Linked DNA regions of Mus musculus: regions 1, 3 and 4 are each linked to region 2. A link is a contact called in public HiChIP or PLAC-seq and promoter capture Hi-C data. All regions are on one chromosome and are shown on one strand. The core of a region is the stretch at or near the end of the contact, and the rest is flanking DNA. Distances in the headings are between cores, read along the strand shown. Region 1 holds the start of Col6a1 (collagen, type VI, alpha 1). Region 2 holds the start of Prmt2 (protein arginine N-methyltransferase 2). Region 3 holds the start of Gstt1 (glutathione S-transferase, theta 1). Region 4 holds the start of Col6a2 (collagen, type VI, alpha 2).

The links. Promoter capture Hi-C pulls out the DNA fragments that hold promoters and counts their contacts. HiChIP or PLAC-seq counts read pairs in DNA pulled down with a chosen protein or histone mark.
Region 1: a contact with region 2 is called in an H3K4me3 HiChIP or PLAC-seq map of embryonic stem cells, with 4 times the contacts expected there. The contact joins the promoter of Col6a1 here to the promoter of Prmt2 in region 2. A contact is called at or near these places in 7 of 39 promoter capture datasets (the C10 cell line, HPC-7-derived erythroid cells, embryonic stem cells and 3 more), 1 of 15 datasets of contacts at CTCF or cohesin (embryonic stem cells), 1 of 484 Hi-C or Micro-C datasets (uterus), 7 of 115 datasets of contacts at active chromatin or transcription factors (embryonic stem cells and stem cell-derived neural progenitor cells) and 1 of 9 other capture datasets (embryonic stem cells).
Region 3: a promoter capture Hi-C map of embryonic stem cells shows a contact between it and region 2, with 5 times the contacts expected there. The contact joins the promoter of Gstt1 here to the promoter of Prmt2 in region 2. A contact is called at or near these places in 2 of 39 promoter capture datasets (both in embryonic stem cells).
Region 4: an H3K4me3 HiChIP or PLAC-seq map of embryonic stem cells shows a contact between it and region 2, with 14 read pairs. The contact joins the promoter of Col6a2 here to the promoter of Prmt2 in region 2. A contact is called at or near these places in 4 of 39 promoter capture datasets (embryonic stem cells, liver and stem cell-derived epiblast-like cells) and 2 of 115 datasets of contacts at active chromatin or transcription factors (both in embryonic stem cells).

The regions. Positions count from the first base shown.
Region 1 is chr10:76,724,603-76,727,302 of GRCm38.p6, forward strand. It overlaps Col6a1 (collagen, type VI, alpha 1), which reads right to left and starts at 1,442. Exons shown (of 35, transcript NM_009933.4): 1 at 1,218-1,442; 2 at 337-466. The coding sequence starts at 1,311.
Region 2 is chr10:76,236,607-76,239,306 of GRCm38.p6, forward strand. It overlaps Prmt2 (protein arginine N-methyltransferase 2), which reads right to left and starts at 1,259. Exons shown (of 11, transcript NM_133182.3): 1 at 1,144-1,259; 2 at 106-215. The coding sequence starts at 159.
Region 3 is chr10:75,797,282-75,800,034 of GRCm38.p6, forward strand. Gstt1 (glutathione S-transferase, theta 1) reads right to left here and starts at 1,303. Exons shown (of 5, transcript NM_008185.3): 1 at 1,104-1,303. The coding sequence starts at 1,215.
Region 4 is chr10:76,621,965-76,624,758 of GRCm38.p6, forward strand. Col6a2 (collagen, type VI, alpha 2) reads right to left here and starts at 1,440. Exons shown (of 28, transcript NM_146007.2): 1 at 1,287-1,440.

The DNA of each region.
Region 1 (2,700 bases), core at 192-2,691, 490 kb after region 2:
TGGCCACAAGGCATAGCTACACATCTGGCAGACTCCTCAGACCCTGTCTGTGTGTTTGGAGTATGGAGACCTCACAACTCTATACTCAGAACGGTCTTCTCAGCCCTATTGACAAGGTGACTTCCCTCTCTCCCCGCTGTCCCTTCTCCCACCCACTCATCCTCTCTCCTGTCCCTCTGAGCTGCAGAGACATGGGATGGAGCTCTGGACAGCTTCTGGAATGTGGAGTTAAGGCTCAGCTCTACCTGCAGGTCCAGTCCCCCACCCCCACCCCCACCCCTACCCCCACCCCAGGACCACAGAGCTACAGGACAGGCCAAGGCAAGCTCATTCTACCTGTCTCTCAGGTTGTCAATGAAGCGCTTAGTGAAGGACTTCACCTTGTCCACCAAGGCCCCATAAGGTTTCAGCCTCAAGGCCACACTCTCCGAGGTGTCGAGCACGAAGAATAGATCCACAGGGCAGTCTGAGCCAGAGAAGATCCCATGAGCCATGCTCTGAGCCCCACTGGGGGCACAAGGCCCCATTCACATATCCCCATTCTGGCCAGGGGCTTCCTGGCCAGACACCATCCATTCTCACCAGCAGAGCTCCGAGCAGGTGATCAGTGCAGCCCCAGCCCCTCACCTGCCTGGTGGGTAACACCCAGCAGGGTCTGAGTGAGAGCCAAGTCTCAGGGTGTCCTGTCCTTGGACAGAGCCTTGCTCAGTTACAGTGGCCTTGGCCAGTTACAGAGTGCAGGGGCTGCCTGGGAGAACTGGACTATTTCTCCTTATGGTCTCAACCCAAAGCCACCAGATCTATGACCTCCCCCTGAGTTGTGAAGAGGCAGGTTACCTATGCTGGCTATCAAGCAAAGAGAGATTATCAGTCATTCGCTCAGGACAGAAATGGACCAGGCTCCCCTTGCTGCTCAGTCCCTCTGGAGTTTACCAACCTGTCATCTCCCTAGCATGGCAAGATTCGGGGTGACAGGACTCCAGGGCCTTTTGGCTGGGAGCCGGGTATTATATAGCTGCTTCAAGACAGGAACCAAATAGAATGCAGGCTTGGACAAGGGGAAAGTCCCCTTCTTAGTGGCTCTCCACAAGATTAAGACAAAGGGTGGGGGGGAGGTGGGACACCGGACAGTACCTTGTGGGGTATTGAGCCCCATCAACTTTCAGGCCTTCAGGCAGCTAAACACAGCACACAGGGAGCACAGCCAGTTTACTCACCTTGGAAGGCAATCGCTTTGGAGCCCTGGATGTCCTGTGTGGCCACCCAGCAGGCTTGTAGCAGCAGGGGCAGCAGAGCGTGGGCCAGCCTCATGTTTCTGGCTGGCCTGCGAGTCACCGTCAAATGTGGGCCAGGGTCAGGGTGGGCGCTGGGAAAGGCAGAGTGAGAGGTTGTCTCTGCTTGCTGCAGTCAGAGCCCAGAGCTGAGGAGAGAGCCAGGGAGGGTGGAGGGAGGGAGGGAGGGAGGTGCAAAGAGGGGAGGGATCAGGAGAGGAGGGGGAGAGGAAGGGGAGGGCCTCAAAGCTGAGTGAGTCACAGCATCAGCATCGGGTCTCTGGAACCTTGAAGAGAAAAAGGCCCTCTCCTCTCGGGTACTAGGCACCAGGACACTCCTGGGCTGTGGACTTCCTGTTGCTACGGTGTGTGGGATGTTTACCCACTCAGAGTCAACTGTCCAGTGTAACATAGAAGAAAATATATGGTGAACAAACTCTGTGATTCCCAAAAGAAGTTCCAGGAAATATTTCTGGTTGTTTCATTCCAAATACCGCCTTTGGGACTATGCAGCCCAGCTTTCTGGTGTGAGCCACAAACGTGGCTTTCTCCAGTGCTGGTGATTTCTGCGTAGCCGTCACTTTGGCTTAGTTAAATACTTAACTTGCAAAAGATATTTGATCTTTCGATCTTTATTATGGAAATCCAAGTTGTCAACACTAACCACATGGATGTATTTGTATAAGAGTCTCTTTTTATTTCTGTTTCTCTCTGTGTGTCTCTGTGTGTGTGTTGATAACATCTGGGCTCCAGATAAAGCCAGAACCATCCTTACCCAGAGCAAATTCCAGAAGAGTGGTATAGTCATTATAATACAAAAACTTGGTTACAAATTTCAGCATCATTAATAATAAAAGTCTGTAAAGAAAAGTGACAGTGACTCCTAGGACTCAGTGAGACTGTGTCCTTTGTCCTCCTCATGCCAGCCCTACAGTATATGTCACCATGGTGGACACATGTTCTTCCTGGCAGTAATCTCATGCCCACCCACCGCCCCAACCTGAGCATCAGGCCATTGGCTTTGGGCTGTGGCTTCATGCTGTACATGTGGCTTTTTTTCTTGGCCTTTGGAGCCTCCACAAGCTGAGCTATTTCCTTTATAGGGTGGTTGCACAATAAAGACAGCTTAAGCCCTTCAGGGCAGGGCCTGGTGTGTCCCTGGGTATTGATGGATACCCTGACGGACACAGGAATAGACACACTGGCAGCCATGATTCCCATGCTGGGCTTTCTAGGATGTGCTCTTCTGAGCCAAAGAGCAGGGGCCTGTCATGTAGCAGATGCATGGTATCACACAGCGACAGTCATAGAGGTCTCCCGGTTGGGTTCAGAGCCATGCCCTGTCAGCAGGCCTGGCGGATCTTGAGGTGATGAATAAAGGGTGGTCAGGAAAATACACAGCACCAGCACTCCAGTCTGCTAACCCCAG
Region 2 (2,700 bases), core at 9-2,508:
AGCATCCTCCTGTGAGCCAGGACCTTGAGAGACAAGGAGAGTGACATCACCCCTGTAAGCTGGTACTGTTCCTCTGTATGATCATTACACGTGGCTCTTACGTACCAGAACCGGGATGACCTGTGACTCGCTGCAGGGACCTTCTCCTGGTGCCTCCATAGTTCAATATGATCATGTCTCATAACTGGGGCTTTACTTCAGTTTCTCTCCCATGCCTACTTGAAAGAAGAGAGAGAAGCACAAAGTGTTACACTGCCTGGTCAGTAATCTCATTTCACGGCTACAGTTTACTGTATGTGTTAAGAATGGAACAGGATTGGCGTTTTATCATCACAATTCATTAGAGGGCTTTTTAAATTAAAAAATCCAAATGCTGTGTGCTTCCTTTAATATGCTAGATTTATTCCTCTGAAGTCTCCTTTTTTAAGAGATATTTATGAAGCCTCTTTTTACTTAGAATAAATCAGTATCATTTTTTTTAGGAACACTTAATAGCTTAAACTCAAATTAAAACACCTTGCCCAGTACTTGACCTAACCCACAGGCAGAACTGAAATCCCCATGCCCGACACCCTCCTGTTCTTTAATTCTATTTTTTTACCCCCAGGGGCAATGTAACCCTAACTGGCTCTGAGATTACATCGATTCTTTGTTTAAACGCCTGTTGTGCGTCCAGATCTGGACTTCATACTTACTTCGTAATAATTAGAATCACAAATTATTTACAATTATATTTTCAGTGAAAAGCCTGGGAGGGTGCCCGGAGGAAGAAAGACAATGAATTGGAGGGTTCTCCAGGCCAAGCAGATGAGGCCATAGAGGCCAAGAATATAGAGGCATGGGGGATGTGGCTCGGGATACAGAAGGCAGGTGGGCGTGGTCCTGGAAGGGCGTGGCTCTAAGAGCCAGCGGAGGTGCGCAGGGGGAATTGAGAGGTGCAGCGAAAGGAGAGCGAAGAGGGCGGACGGTGCTGAGAAAAGGGGAGGGGGTAGCTGGAATAGAACCTTCGAGAGGGCACTCTAAAGCCTCCAGAGGGGGCGGAGGCCTCAGTGCGCTGGAGACATGCACAGGGAAGACCTTTTGCCTAGCTTGCCCTGCCTCACTTGCGATCCAGATGTCTAAGCTGTCCATTAAGAAACCTACCTCAGCCGCGTTTCTCCGCTGAATTCTAGGCTATACCAGAAAGGAACAGACGATGCCCACCCGAAGCCTGAGCCGCCGCCCTGGACCTGCGCAAGCGCGGAGCACTCCAGCTGGCCGAAGAGCACGCCCCGCCCAGGCCTGGGTGTCCTGCGCAAGCGCAGTGTGTATAAACTCGGTGCTGGTAGCTGTAGATAGTCTTGAGACAGGGGTTTTCTCTAAGAGCTTGTCACTCAGCGCAAGCGCATTTTCTGTCCCTGCTTCCGGCCGGTCGCATTGGGCCTTAAGGCTGCAAGACGCAGGTGAGAAAGTGTAAGGATCGACTTACCGGGAGATCTGTGGGAAGACTGGACTCCGGGTTGGAGGCCACAGGTGGTGTAGACCGCGCCCCCAGCGGATTCGAACCGAGGCAACAATTGGCAGGCTGAAGCAGGAGTGCGTACTAGCGCTGTCCTGAGTGTACCTGGGACTGCCGGTGTGTTTGATGCCCTTCTCCGAATGCTTAATAACCTAGTTTTGATCTGAATCAGCTTCTGCAGAATGGGACCCCCCTACAGTATCTTGGACTAAGTTTTGATCGTGGAACCAACATAGCTACTGAGACACGAAACACACCAGAGACCCCAAGTCCTGAAGATCCTGTGCTGAAGGGGTTGGGGGCGGAGGAGCAATGACACTGACATCAGGTGACCCTAAGCAAGGTTTCTTAAGCTTTCTCCACTAGCAATCCCATCCTACTCAGAAAGTTTTTCAGCGACTCTAGGTATCTAAAATAGGCATACGAATCAAACATTTACTGATAAGTGAATCAGAAAAGAATTTATTGTAAAACTCGGCATACACACAATTTTACCACTGACTAGAGACAAAAGCAGATTTGCATACTAATTAGGTGGATGCGTTTGTCCAATATAATCTAGACACTCTAATACATGCTGAGGAATGATAGGGAAATATTAAAATTCTTTGTTTTCTATAATTAAACCATCATGCTTCGGTTCGTGCAGTAGAAACACCACAGCTCATAACATAATCAATCATTCCAAACCTGCTGTGAGGCATCTCAGGGCTTGCAAGGCTTGTGCAAACCACACCTGTTGTGCCTTCAGTCCATCGGTTCAGTGGAGTCGCACAATGAACTGCAGCCAAGGGATGGGTCTGTCTGTGTGAGGACCTGGTCCTTTTTTTAAATCTGCCCAGTTTTCCATTTCCACCAGATGAAGAGGGCTGAAGCTCTGAGCCAGGATGCCACAGGTTGAAAAGAGTTTCCCACAATCTTCCAAGGCAGAAAAAACTGTCCTCAGAGCCCCCAGTGTGGCAGGCCTGAGACCTATTCTTGAAAGCCTGCTGGTGCCACGAAGCTCAGGCTCCAGGCACTAGGATCCACCCTTGCTAACCTAACATAGGAAAGGGTACCTGTGGTGGCTGAATAAAGAATGTGGCTTTGTAAGGGCTGGAGGTGGCTTAGCAGTTAAGAGCAGTTACTGTTTTTGTAGAAGACCCAAGTTTGGTTCCCAGCACCTATGTTAGGTTGCTCACAAACCACCTGTAACTTCCAGC
Region 3 (2,753 bases), core at 53-2,552, 440 kb before region 2:
GAGGGGGTGGCCCCTTGCCCTTGATACAAAATAGGTATCATACGCTTGACAGGTCCTTGTGGGACTTGCCCGCTAGCAGCCCTTTCTGGTCTGGATTGGTTTTCTTCCTGTTGATGCACTCCAGGTAAGTTTCTAAGTTTGCCTCCTTGCGCTCAGCCCCACAGTCCTCAGTGGCTCCCATTGCCCCGGATCAAGTGGGGGATTCTCACTCTCCCTTCGTTTCCTAGTGGAACCTGTCTCCCTCGACAGGCTTATTTTTAACAGCCTACTTGAACATCTTTTTATCAGTTCCCCCCCCCCCCCGTCCTCACCCCACCCCCACCGGGCCACCCCCTCCCCCACCGGCCTACACCATACTCTGCAAGGGCAGAACCTGTGGGGGGTTAAGTACACTGTACCTAGAGGTGACAGTGAAGAGAGACGTGAGGTTTCAGACAGAGCGGGACAAGCAGTGAGACAGTATGGAGACGGCCACAGCCCATTATGCAACACTTTCATTTTGCTACAACCCTGTCTTGCCAGAGCGCAGGGCTCTCTCAGCGGCCAGCAGGGAGGAGGCTCCAAGTTCCTGGCATACCCCCATGCAGCAGCCTCTCTCTCTTCGCAGCACAAAGAGAGGCAGAGAGAAAGGGAAAACAGAAAGTCAAGAAAAGGAACGACAAAAAGGAATTCCAATAGACCAGGTTGGCGGAGAGAGCCTGTTGCAAAGGCAAGGTACTTGCAGGGATGGCTCTGTGTAGTACTGCCCATCTCAGCACTGGGGGAAACGATCCGAGGAGTGACTGCCCAGATCTCCACATTTGTTCTCCTAGCTATGCCCTACACCCACTACTCTTCTGGAGGTCCCTGTAGCTAGGTCCAAACTGCTTGCCCGTTTCTGTTGCTAGGTCTGCACACTATTCAGTTTCAGCAGGTCCTGGCCGGCGTCTATTCCACAAACAGCAGAGTTGGCGGGAGTCCTGAACCCTGGTTCTCTCTGGTGTCTTTCTATTGTGGTCTCTAAACCAGAAAAAGCCTGGGAAGGGGAGAGTACAGAGAGAGATCCCCTAAGTCCGTCTTGCCTCCCCTGTTTCTCAGATCCCCAAAGCCGTAGCCCTGCCCACCCTTGCGCAGCTCCACCGTGTGCATCTGGAACGGGATATTGTTCTTCTTGGCGAAGATATAAATGGCGCGACAGGGCTGCGACAGCAGATCCAGGTACAGCTCCAGAACCATGGCATAGGCGGCGGGAACCACTTCTGTAACTGGCCAGACTATCAAAAAGTCCAGGCTGGCTAGTAGGGATCCCTATCAAGCCAAGTGTGGCCACGCCCCCACTGGGCGGATACCGCAGCCTGGCCCTTCTTTCTAAAGGGGGAGCTAGCTTGTGTTCCAAGAGCCCTGCAACTGGAATCTAGCACGGAATGAGCCAGAGGACACAACTGGTCTCCTCTGAGTGGGCAGAGGAGGTGTTAGAGGGCCTGGCTGCTAGTCCTCTTGTGGCCGGTTTAGTTGAAAGCAGAATGTCTTCAAAGGTATACCCACCCTATCTAGTGTGTTGTTAGAATTCCCAATCGTCCCCACTTCCCAGATGGGAAAACTAAGGTATTCCTCCGGGACCTACAAGCCAAAGATATGGACCAGCACCACCAGCAAGAAGCAAAGGATGCTGTGGGCCTTTGATGTCACTCGCATCTCAGCTCTGTCATTTGACAAGGTTGGCCTTCCTGTACCTGAGAGCATTAGCTTCTCCATCCTCTGACATTTTAGCTCCCTTTGGACTGTGATAGAGAAGTACCTTAGATGTAATTTTTGAACAGAAATGTACCATTAGTCCCAGGCCAAGGTTCCCGCAGTTTCCATATCTGATGAAGGTTATAAGGTTGTAAGGTGGGAAGTTCCTTGCTGTTTATACACATAGTGAAAGAAACGTGTAGATCCCTTTCATGAAAGGTTGAGTCCAGCCGGAAGTGGTGGCCCACGCCTTTAATCCCAGCACTTGGGAGGCAGAGGCAAGCAGATTTCTGAGTTCGAGGCCAGCCTGGTCTACAAAGTGAGCTCCAGAACAGCCAGGGCTACACAGAGAAACCCTGTCTCGAAAAAACAAAAAATAAATAAATAATAAATAAAAAATTGTCCTTATGATTCTGACAACTTTGTCCCTGAGCTTAATATTGAAACTGAGGGCCCCAAGACTGAGTGCCGATTTTTCCAGATATCATATGCCTCTTCATGGAGTCTGCCACGATTCCTGTTGGAGAAGCCTGTTATTAAGGTCCTCCATGTCCCCGGATAGCTCTCCAAGCTTGGTGCAAAATGGAGGACTCCGTTTCTCAGTGGGGTTTCCCTTTCTTTCTATGGCCTTGGTTGGGAGTATCTGAGCACAGATGCCCTACCTTGTTTGGAGGATGACCCTGTGCAGAGCTCTCTGCGAGGGCTATGTGACTCAGCACACAAGTCCCGCTCTGCTTCCTGCCCATATGATAATTAGGTGCTGTGCTCTGACCAATTAGCCCTCTCTACCTATACTCATAAGATCCCTTATGTACCCTACCCCTGAAACAACAGAGTTGTCTGGAGGTTGCTGACTCCTGGAAGTTCTTTTGTCATAATCACAGCTTGATAAATCCGTTTCCTCAGCCCTGATAGGCAGTCTATTTTGGTTGAATGAGGCTTGCTCTGGTGACCCAGTAGAAAACTCTACAAGGGATGGAACACCAAGCCGTGTTCCCAGAGACAGGTGCCTCAAACCACAGAATCCCCAACTCCATAAT
Region 4 (2,794 bases), core at 190-2,689, 390 kb after region 2:
AAGAAGAGCTCACTGGATTTGCTGGCAAATCACTGCTGGACAGGAAGGAACCCACCCTCCAGCACACAAACTGCCCAAGTGGCAGTAGTCTTGACTACTTCTTCCAAGGTCTGTGCTGGCTCCCCAACACCATTTCACTGGGAAACGCACTGTTCCCAAGACTGAAGCACAGCTTTCAGAATGGATGCTCTAAACCCCTATGTTCAACCCCTCCCAATTGGTATCACCTGTTCCCTGGGACCCTAGGTCCAAGCCCAGTCTCTGGCCCCACCTTTTCTCTCTAAGGGATCCCAGACACCTGTGTAACCTCCAGTTTCTGTGAGATGAAGCTGCAAATGCCCTGTTTCTTTTTTTCCTTTGCTATGTGTGTGCTAGCCTCAAGAGCCAGAACTATTTAACTGGGGGAAGGGGAGGAACCCAGCAACTTAATCTGGACCTTAAATGTTCCTTGTTGGTACCTTGTCCCTCTATGGCACTTGGCTCCATGTCCTCAGATGAGTATGGAGATACCCCCAGAATACCCAGGCTTCACGAGGGGGCTGTGTTGCTGTCTATAGGAGAGGTGTCTCTGAGGTTGCCCACTGGAGTCCCCAAGGGACTGGAGTGCCCAAGGGAGTCTCAGGGCTAGGATAGAGCCAAGAGTGACAGACTTTATTATTCCTGGGTCCACCCTCATCTTTATGATTCCTGCCTGGTCTCTCCTTAAGCACAGTGGGAGTACCTCGAGATGGCGAGGTGTCCCCTTGAGAGCACCTGGCTAGCCCACTGCTGGGACCTGAGACTCCCTTCTCTGCCTCCCGCAGAGTACCCTTGAAGTCCATCTGAGGAACTAGTTCAAGTGGCTCTGTTACCTTCCTTCCCCATGAAGACTACCCTTCTTCCTTAGGGCCTACGGAGAGGCTAACAACGGACTGTGTGCAGGTTCAAGTCACAGCGTATTTTCCCATTGAGGCAATTTAGGTTCCTTAACCCTTGGGAGACAACTCAGACCTGCTAGCAATGGCCATGGGTCTGACCAGATGTGAGACACTCTGAGGACTGGGGAAGGAGCAGGGATCTGGTCTGTCAGTGGTGAGCAGAAAGCTGTGGAGTCTAGAATAAGAAGCCTGCACCCCAACCAGGCTCTGTCGAACAGAGGCCTAGGGGCCACCTGGAGACTAGAACCTGGGGCAGGACCTTCGGTTTGGGTAGAACTGTGCTCACCTTAGACCCCTGAGGTGCAGCCCCCGAATCCTGTTCCCCCTTTTCCCGCGTGTCCCAGCTGGACACCATGCGAAGAAGCTTACCTGGCTTGGAGAAGATGCCTGGGTACTTCCCGAGGACAGCCCGGGTCCTGACGGCCCGAGGTGCGGGCGCCGAGTGGGTAGGAGGGAGGGGACCCAGGCGCGGCCCGGGACTGAACGGGAGGGGACCAAGCCAGGGGCCTCCCACTTTAACTCTGTCCCGGGCGGGCGGATGCCTGGAAAACTCGACCGCTGGGGGGCGCTGCGGCCCCGCGGATGGGCGGGGTCAGCGGGTGGGGCTGCTGGACGGACTAAGATGAAGCTGGGGAATGAGCTGGGGGAGGGGAGGAAAGGAAGGCGAGGGGAGGGAGTGGCCAGGACACGCAGCAGGGTTGGAGCTGGACCATCTCTGTGCTGTAGTGCCTGGTGACTTTTTTATTTTTCCTTGCAAGCCTCTGGACTCCTAGGTCTCCCAGACCTTTGCTCAAGCTCCCTCCTCCTCTACGTAAAGGAAGGAGCCCCCCCCCCCCCCCCCCGTAGAAGCTATTCTTATCCTGTTGGGCCAGGGCTCCCTCCCCCGCTCCCCCCACCCCCAGTATTCTGACTGAAGTTGGGCGGGATGTGGGGTTGAACTTCAAAGTGCAGTGAAGGGATGCAAAGAACGTATGTCTTTGGGGTTCAGCGGGCCCTGAATTGGTATTGAGGCTCCTGGAAGTTGATAGGGCCCTGAAGAGGCAAGAGGACCAGGCATAGATGTAGGAGCCCTGGCATTGGTATATAACCCTTTCCTCCAAGAATCCCAGAGGTCGGCTTTGAGTGGGGTCTGCTCACATCGCTGGCAGGGTGCATAAGCTATGGCTAGGGCCTTAACTTTCTAGCCTGGAGTAGGACTGGCTCTGAGAAGTACAGGCAGGGATAGGGAAGGGGCTCAATTCGGGGCAGTTCTCAAGGGTGCAGGGTAGTGGGGGTGATGAGGCTTGTTTCTCATACAGCTGAGTAAATCTCTGATCTAGCCCCTGACTTCCAGTCCCACTCTGTGTTCTCCCCCTACCCCCTCCTGTCCAGGGAGGAACTACTTTTGGTAAGCCCATATTGCTGGAGGTCCTTGTCTTTAGGACCTTCCTGCCTCTGCCCATTGAAGCTTTGTCATCTCTTTCTTCTGATGTCTCACACCTGAGAAGTTGGCTCAAGGCACCTTCCACAGTGTCTTGGATCCTTGTGCCTAAGTAGTAATGGAGGACCAGTGTTTCTTCTAAGGAATAGGAAAATGCCATTAAGGTGACCTCTTGGGAGCTGAAAGCTGTCCCTACAGGTCCCAGCCTGAGAGATATCAGCCTGTACCACTTACCACTTGCAGTCCCTAGGACCTGGAGCCCTGACCTGACTATTAGCAATGCAGCATCAGTACCAGCCTTTCATGGGCAGTGCCAGCTATTGCTGTGTGCCGTGCTCTGTGCTGGAGGTCTTTTGAGAGGGTAGGGAGGGACTAGAGCCAGAGGTGTAAGTATGCATGAGTGTCTTATGTATGGTATTTGCATCTCTCTCTCTCTCCCTCCCCCTCTCTTTGTCTC